3 separate regions of the Gossypium hirsutum genome follow, and all the other regions are linked to region 3. Evidence: chromatin contacts called from public Hi-C data. All regions are on one chromosome and are shown on one strand. Each heading gives the region's core, a stretch centred on a gene start, on an enhancer-like site or on the middle of the called end of the contact. The rest is flanking DNA. Distances are from core to core; before and after follow the strand shown.

Evidence for each region. A called contact is a pair of places that touch in the nucleus more often than the background predicts.
Region 1: a Hi-C map of leaf shows a contact between it and region 3, with 1.7 times the contacts expected there. The contact joins the promoter of LOC107886661 here to the promoter of LOC107886546 in region 3. A contact is called at or near these places in 4 of 34 Hi-C or Micro-C datasets (callus and leaf).
Region 2: a Hi-C map of leaf shows a contact between it and region 3, with 2.1 times the contacts expected there. The contact joins the promoter of LOC107886538 here to the promoter of LOC107886546 in region 3. A contact is called at or near these places in 2 of 34 Hi-C or Micro-C datasets (both in leaf).

Annotation. Positions count from the first base shown.
Region 1 is chrA03:96,706,633-96,709,695 of Gossypium_hirsutum_v2.1, reverse strand. It overlaps LOC107886661 (BTB/POZ domain-containing protein At1g67900), which reads right to left and starts at 1,537. Exons shown (of 4, transcript XM_016810705.2): 1 at 642-1,537; 2 at 487-556; 3 at 1-398. The coding sequence starts at 700.
Region 2 is chrA03:97,391,308-97,394,099 of Gossypium_hirsutum_v2.1, reverse strand. It overlaps LOC107886538 (protein DETOXIFICATION 29), which reads left to right and starts at 1,522. Exons shown (of 8, transcript XM_016810531.2): 1 at 1,522-2,092; 2 at 2,199-2,740. The coding sequence starts at 1,754.
Region 3 is chrA03:96,982,171-96,985,217 of Gossypium_hirsutum_v2.1, reverse strand. LOC107886546 (plant intracellular Ras-group-related LRR protein 3) reads left to right here and starts at 1,418. Exons shown (of 3, transcript XM_016810539.2): 1 at 1,418-2,245; 2 at 2,620-2,786. The coding sequence starts at 1,673. It overlaps LOC107886545, which reads left to right. Exons shown (of 4, transcript XR_001680791.2): 4 at 1-796.

The DNA.
Region 1 (3,063 bases), core at 288-2,787, 280 kb after region 3:
GAAGGGTGTGTGGACGCTTTCAAAGCAATGGCTTCGATACATCTGCTCGTAATCCGAAGGTCTTCAGACCATAAAGGAAAGGCTTTGGTGGTGTGAAGAGTCACAATAGAGTCCCTCCAACCATGTAAGATGCAGGAATTGAAGAAAACTTCGAGCTTGTAAACTAAATTCCCCTTCTCCACATCTTCGGTCATCTGCAAGTATTCAGCCGCACATCGTGCAGCTACGATGTTATAGGCGCTGAGAGTGATTGTGATACCATAACAGAACTTAGCACAAAGCTCAAACGCCTCAGTTCCACCAGGGAAGTCGGGTATTTGTACTATCTGGTGCTGTAATGTTTCAGGGGATTCGGAACATATCCTCTGCAACCGCAAACATTTGGACAAGAGAGGAAACTGCATGTAGAATGAATTTGCAGATAAGCATATAAAAGAAAAACAACATAATTCAATTGAAACATATATCAGTCTTAAATAACTTTACCTTGTGAAGTAGATATCTACTTCCTTTCACTTGGACTATAAGGTCACTAGTGACTTCAGAAGAGACAGACCTGCATCAACAAAACAAATTCATGGCAGCTTCCCTCAAATAAGGGAAAAGAAAACCATTTGGCTTCAATCGCTGAAAAGCCATACCTTACAGCCTCGTTAGTGTAGAAAGTGTCAGGCCGAGATCCTAGTTTCATAAACTTCATGACTGATTTTGCTTTTGTTTTATGGGTTGGGTTTTTTCTTCACCTAAAAGCAAACCATAACCAGAAAAGGAAAGAAAGAAGAGCTCAAACTCCAGAAAGTTTCAAAATCTTCTAAATAGGGAGTAAAAACAAACGATTTTACTGGAGAGGAGAGGTTATCCAAGAAGAAAGGATAAAAGGAATCAAAGCCCAGAAGATGAAATCATGGAAAAGACAGATACCCATCTGATTAGGATATATAAACAAGGAATCAAAACCATTGCATTCCCATCAATATTTAAGTATTCTAAAGCTCTCACCAACTCAATCAACCATAAACCAACTCTCTCTCTCTCACTGCCTTACTCTAAAGTAGAAACACTGTCTCACACACTCGAATAAATAAGTGTTCTTTTTCTGAGACAGCTACCTGAAATTTAACGCTTTTGATACTATTCACAAACATCTCCCAATCATTCATCGGAAAATTCAACTTGAGTACATAGGGAAAAGAAAACTCTGTAATTTTTTTAAAAAATGTCTGAATATAGTAAGGCTTTTGTAATATCGAAAAAAAAATATGGTTTCTCCAACTTTCAAGTGTAGAAGGCTATGAAGGTCAATCTGCGGTGTCTTGTGAGAGAGTTACTAACACATAAGACGAAGCCATGGTAGCGTGCAAAATGAGACAGGAAGCAGCCACGTGCTTAACCTGCGCCCACTAGTGCCCCTTCCCTCTCATCATTGATGTTTTCACCTGTACGCACACCCCTGGATTATTTTAGTCAAACTCTAGTTTATCTATACGCCACACCGTACGCCTCTTCATTCTCGTTTACTATTTTATTTTTTAATAAAATCAAATATGATTTTAGAAAAAAAAAGTGTCTGTCATTTAAATAATTATCTTCTAGCTTTACAAAAAAAAAAAAAAAGAACAGAGTATCATGTATAGTTGCCTTTATGCTTTAAAGCCTTTTACAATCCTTATCGACGGCTTTGCACTTTGCATATTATATCTGGATGGATTAAATATAGCTTCTTCAAGGGATTCATTTATCAAATATTGAATCATATTTATTTTAGTAACAGGACATGAATGTGGGTTCAGCAAGAATGATGAGCATTTCATGGTTTCATAGGAAAATATGTGTTCTTCACTTCAACCAACACACATCATTCATGTTCTAAAGCTTTACCTACACTTTTCACTGCTCCATACACTGCCATTTATCTCATCAAATACCAAAATTAGATACTATGTCTAAAAATAAAATATAAAATATTAGGATCCATCTGGTCTGATAGTATTCGAATTTTCACAATTAAGGTACTTCGTTTGGAGTCTTGATAAAATAAATTAAGGGAGATTAAAATAATACGAAATCAAATAAATAAAAATCGAACAACAGTAAAACAGTAAATAAAAACTGGTTTTGAAATTAAATAAGGCAAAGCCAATTTATGAATGTTTTAGCCTCGGGTAAGACGTCGGTCTTAGTCCCGAAATTTATTACGGACTATGAATGTCTTCTCATTCATTGGTAAGCAGTTTATAGTGATCAAAAACCTTAGCCATCAATTCTTCCTTAATTGTAAATTAACTACAAGAATCGCTCAATTGTTAACCATTACTGAACTAATAAGCCTGAAAGATGCTTCTACAATTTAATCCGTCGATAACCTTGCAACTAGAAGAACTCGACTCCAATTAATGATATCAACCGTATGAATCATTTAAATTAGATCACTTTATGCCATGACATCACCCAAATGCACTCCGCATTGAACCATGCCAACTTTTTCCTTGTATTTTATTCATAAATAAATTATTAAAGATAAAATTAAATATTTATCTAAATAAAATATAAGGGATAAAACCTAATCTTAATTTAACTCCTAATAAATATATTTAAAAATAATATTTAAATAAAAATAAAATAATCTTAAAGTTTAAAAAACTTTGTATATCAAATTATTACTCTCATATCCAAATCTTTAATGTGATTTCATGTTTTCACTTGTTCTTTACATTTTAGACTCGCACTACACTTAAATAAAAATTATGCAATAAGTATCAAAATTAATAGCAACGTATCCAAAAGTTTATTAAAATATATTAATTCACTATGAAAATGAATGCATGTAATTATTTTTTTAAATCTACACAATTGCATCAAAATCAAAGTTTCACACAATTCAAATTTTGTGTATCGAATTACACATTAAACTAGAAATCATATATAAATTTAATATTTAATCCTAAAATAAAAAAAAAACTTAAAAAGAAATGATATATGATGGGTAAAGAGAAGGATAATTTGTGAAGAAATGAGTGGCATTGGATAATGGTGAAGTGTATGTGGGTATAAATTGATGTCAAA
Region 2 (2,792 bases), core at 273-2,772, 410 kb before region 3:
ATGTTTTGTGGAATCGAGGGATTTGTAAAAACCTGGCCATGTTTTAAACATTCGGTCCCACCAGGTCAGGAAAGCGGGTCCACGTCAGTGCGTTTTATACTGACATGGCAATATGTTACCCCAAGGGTGCGATTTGCTGGCATTTTCCCCCTAAAACGCTCCTACATGGACGCATTTTGCTAAAACCGGCCATTTCCGATAAATAATGTGGAAATTAGCCTATTTTCATAAATATACTTGGAGATGAGCATTTTTAAGTAAATCACCCCAAATAAATAATAACTACAAAACAAAAATATACCTTCAAAATAATATTTGTTGTTGCCTCATTTCCTTCCAAAACAACAAATTCAAATGAATAATAAATATTAAAAAATATTAAACAAATAAATTATAATTAAAAAAAATTACCTTTCAAAAAATTTATTGTTGCCTCCTTTCACACTAATCCCTAAATCAAACATATAATAAATATTAAAACCACATAACAATATATTCCTCCCTTTAAAGCCCTAAACAAAAAAAAATTACAATAATAAAACTTAACCTTTCAAAACTTTTCTTCTCTTCTGTGCTACATCTTCCCATTCTTCTCTTCTCATAAACTGTTAGCTTCTCTTACAATTTTTTTTATTTTTTATTTTTTTTTTACAGCTGAGAGGACCATGGCCCCTCTTTTAAAATTCATTTTTTTCACCCGTGTCTTAAATCAACCCATTTAAGTCATCAGACCCCTTGAGTGTGTGGTCACTTTTGTCGTAGAAAGGTGTCGCCTAACACGATGCCTCCACTAGTGTTGCCTGTCAGGTTACCTCCTCCATACTTTAAAAATTAATTTTTCTTAACCCATATTATAACCGGTATAAACTACATACAAGTGTCGCCTCTTCTACTTCTTCCATCATTTAAATATATTTTTTAACACAAATTATATACTTAATGATAGGGTTATGATTGCTAGCAAAATAAACTATGCCTCCATTGGTGTTGCCTTTCATGTTCCTTTCTCCGGCCTTTAAAAATGATTTTTCCTCAACCTGTATTTTAACCGGTGTAAACTAGATACATGTGTTGCCTGTCCCACTCCCTCCATCATTTAATTATATTTTTTAACACAAATTATATTCTTAATGATGAGTTATGATTGCTAGCAAAATAATGGTGGAGCCGCCACCTTCAAACCCTCCATCCCTAAATAATATTCAATCCATATATTTTGGTAAATAATAGAGATGGAATACTATTTAAAGATTATTTTTATATTATCCAAGTAAAAAAAAAATCCTTTAATCTAATTATAATGTATCCAAACAATTTTAAAATAACAATATAAATATTTAAAATATTAAAATAATGGTCAAAAAGGTTGGGCGAGAAAAAGCGTAAAATATTAACTCTGATTTCGCCCTTGAGAAAAAAAAAAACATTATATTAAGGAGTTGGTCATGCTTTGCAAAATCATTTTATACCAAAGGAATGTTAGACCGAAATTAAGTCATATGTAGCAAAAAACCAAAACATTTGATGGTAGGAAAAATTATGGATAAAATTCATAAAATTCGGTAATTTTTTTAAAAGATAGTGTAATTTCTGAAATGTTTTTTTTTCAACATATTTACATAAATTTCCCGGATTGAATTTTATTTTAAAATTCGAATATAAATTTATACACTTAAAATCTCCAAACAAATCATTCTTCTATCCAAAAATATTATCTACATCTATCTTGGCCGATTGCTCTTTGTGCTCTCATATGGCTATGGAGGATGCTGAGCAACCGCTTCTTTCCCCTCGGCTAGTCGGCGAGGACAGCCACCACCAGGAGCAGTTACTTTCTAGACTATCAAACACCACCTTCACGGCCGGCATCGATGACATCCCACCGATCAACGGCGTCCGTGACTTCTTCAGAGAATACCTGATAGAGTCCAAGAAGCTCTGGTTCCTTGCTGGCCCCGCCATCTTCACATCTCTTTGCCGATACTCCCTCGGCGCTATCACTCAAGTCTTTTCCGGCCAAGTTGGCACTCTAGCTCTTGCCGCCTTCTCCGTGGAGAATTCATTCATCGCCGGTTTCTCCTTCGGCGTCATGGTAAATCTGTAAATTAAATTTCCTTCGTTAATAGTTTTAGTTTTAGTTTTGTTAGCTTAGTTACAAATAACAGTAATCGCAGAATACTTGATTAAAACTTGAATAGCTTGGGATGGGAAGTGCACTCGAAACTTTATGCGGCCAAGCATTTGGAGCAGGGCAGGTTGGTATGTTAGGGGCGTACATGCAAAGATCATGGGTCATCCTCAACTCAACGGCTTTGATGTTAAGCTTGTTATACATATTCGCGTCAAAATTTTTGAGGGTAATAGGCCAAACAGAAAGCATATCGAAGGCGGCCGGAATGTTCGCAATGTGGATGTTGCCTCAACTGTTTGCTTACGCGTTCAACTTTCCGATGGCGAAGTTCTTACAGGCGCAGAGCAAGATCATGGTGATGGCGGTGATAGCAGGAGTGGTGTTGGTTCTGCACACTGTATTAAGCTGGCTCTTGATGCTAAAGCTGGGATGGGGCCTAGCGGGTGCAGCCGTTGTTTTAAATATGTCGTGGATTTTCATAGTTGTGGCTCAGTTTTTGTACATAATTAGCGGCGCTTGTGATCGGACTTGGACCGGCTTCTCTTGGAAGGCATTTCAACATCTGTGGGGTTTTGTTAGATTGTCTTTAGCTTCAGCAGTAATGCTCTGGTAAGTCCCCTAGGCAGAAAAAAACTAAAAATCATTTTTAAAAATGAATTAG
Region 3 (3,047 bases), core at 169-2,668:
GAATAAAGAGTTCCCTTCAATCCAAGACACAAAATGAACAAGTACAATATAGGAGAGAGGACTGTAGATATTGGATTAAATTTTAAAAAAAGTCTCCAACTCCAGCTGAGCTGAGTTTTAATTAATTAAAAGAAGTAAGAGGTTGTGATTTCTGGTTCAAAGGAAGGGTCGCCAGTGTCGCATATAATCTTGCAGAGATAATATGAAAGGGTGTTTATTTATCAAATATTAAAGTCGAAAATGAAAGAGTTTGATGATTCTATGTTATCATCTTTCGGGGATAAAGATAAAGTGGTTTTAAGGTTATCCCTACCATGTGCCCATCTTTTTTTTTTATCCTCCTAATGTATATGATTGATTTCCCTTTTATTTACATCAAACAAACCATACTACAGAGGATGCTAATGGAGAAAGCATGAATTTGGGAAGTCTATTTTGGACAAGGAGCAGTGGGTTCATTATTAAAAAAAGAGAATGGTGTAGCCATCACGGATCCCACATGCGTCTAATCTTCCATTTGAAAACTGTGATCGGGTCTGATATTGGCGACGTTAAAGCCTTTGATTCTTGATAATGGACCAAGAGGCCAGGGTGTGTATGGATGGCTGGCTGGCTGACTCAAATCCTCAAATCCTCATCACGCTTCTGTTTTCTGTGGCATTTATACGCAACTTGTATATAATTTTGTTTATAATTAGTATTTTAATAACTTCACCCTTATATTTTATGTTCAATAATGTATACCAAATTTTGAGTCAATTAAAATTGTATAATAAAATATTTTTATGTGATGAAATATTGACTATTAATTATATAATGATAAATATCATATGTTAATTGATATGATAAAGATATTGGATTAGTTCAAAATTTTTTAAGTGGAGGATAAATACAATTATTATTAATTGAGTTGTTATAATATAAAGGTAAAAAGAACTTTACAATCTTCCCCAATTTCAAAATTGAGCAAATTTGTCCTTCTAAAAAATTCAGAGTTATTTAATCTCTATCAATTTGATCCTAATTTATTAAATTTATTTCGCACAAATATTGAGGCTAAATTTATTTATTTTTTTTAAATGAAGGCCAAAATGAAAAATAATATAAACATTGAAGGTTAAATTTACTATTATATAAATTAAAATTATGTATAATTAATGGAAAACATTAATACTTTGATTATTGTCTTTAATTGCTCACTTTCAAAATTGACAATAGTAAAATTGCTCCAACTTTCTTTTACTAAATATAAATTATGTAAGTGTCTTATTTTATGTAAATCAAGTTTGGAACCTTAATAATAACCGTAATAATAAAATGTATTGTTGGGGGGGGGGGTTGATGGTGGGTCATTCTATGAAGCCTTTCCTTCCAGAGCCACCAATAAATGAAAAGCCCATTAGGAACCCACTGTTAGCTCAGAAATTAAGAACCCAAAGGCAAAGTATAGAATGTGATGATGTGAGCAAAGGAAAGCGGTAGACCAGGTCCAGCGTATGCCAGAAGTACCTTTTGGCATTCGGCGTTGCGATGCTAACTGCTAACCGAGAGACACTACTCATCAGCTCCATGAGTCATTGCTGTTCACTACTCTCTCGTCGTTCTCACACGTCAATGCTCCTCCCTCCACCTGACCCTGTTTCCTTCATCCCTGCTTCCTTCAATCACCTTAATGGATCCTAATCTTTCAAAGTTCCCCATTTTGTCCTACATCTTCTCCCAACAAGATCCTTACAATTACCCATCACTCCCTCCCCAAATCCGCCAGGATCTACTCACCCGTTTCCCCCATTTACCCGATCCATCAATCCTTGCTTCACTTTCCCGATCCATCCCCACCTCCGTCACTCAAACCCATTCCCTCCTACGCTCCCTAGGACCTCGACCCGATCCATCAGCTGTCTCCGCTGCTCGTTCCAAGATTACCCACATTCAAGAAACCCAATCTTCCTTACAGGAGGCCGACATATATAAGACCGTGCTTAGATTGGAAGGCTTGCACGAGGATTATGAGAGACAGTTGACTGAGGTGGAGGAGAATCTGGGTCGTTTGTATTGCTCAGCTGTCGAGCAAATGAGCGGCGATGATGAAGTAAATGAGGATGTTGTGAGGATATTGAAAGAAGCTGAGAATGGGGTGGTTGAAAGAGTTGAGCTTTCTGGAAGACAGTTGAGGCTATTGCCTGAGGCCTTTGGTAAACTTCACGGTTTGGTTTATCTCAATCTTTCCAATAACCAGATAGAGGTATTATATGTTTATTTTCATTATCTTTTCTTCTGTTTATGCCAAATTGATCCAAGGCTTGATGAAATTGCGAAAGTTGTGATGTTTAAGCTAAGAACTATAGTAGCTACGTTATGTTCCTTTGATCAACACTATACCAATTGATAAACTAAATACTTGGATTCTTTCCTTTTTCGCTATTCAATTAAAATTGCTTTATCTCCTGTTCTAAAAGTATGGCGTATTTCATGAGACTGAGGATATTGGTATATTTTCTCTGTTTTGCACAAAGAACTGCTGCTTATGGTCTTCACTACTTTACATATGTAAATTGTTTAACTGTATACAATATGGGTAGACGCTTATGTACTAGTGTTTTTGTGCTTGGGAACCAGGTCATTCCTGATTCGATTGGAGGACTAAAGAAACTTGAGGAGCTTAATGCATCCTCCAATCATTTGCAACATCTGCCTGACTCCGTTGGTTTGTTGCTTAATCTGAGGATCCTCAATGTCTCGGGAAACAAGCTAAATGCCCTCCCGGAAAGCATTGCACGATGCAGGTATTATACTATTTTTTGTTCACTCTTGCTGTTCCAGGAGTGAAATGCAAACACCAATCCTGATAAAGTAGGAATGAGTAAAACGTATCTGTTTTGAAAGCCAAACGTGCCCCCTTGCCAGTAAAAGAAGTTTGTCAGTCTATTAATCTAATTTGTCTCTACGCTGCACCAACCCCCTGTTTTAACAAATTAAACCCTAAACCATTAGAGCAAAAAAGAGCTGTAAATTCTAGCTAAACATCTGTATTCATCAAAAAAAAT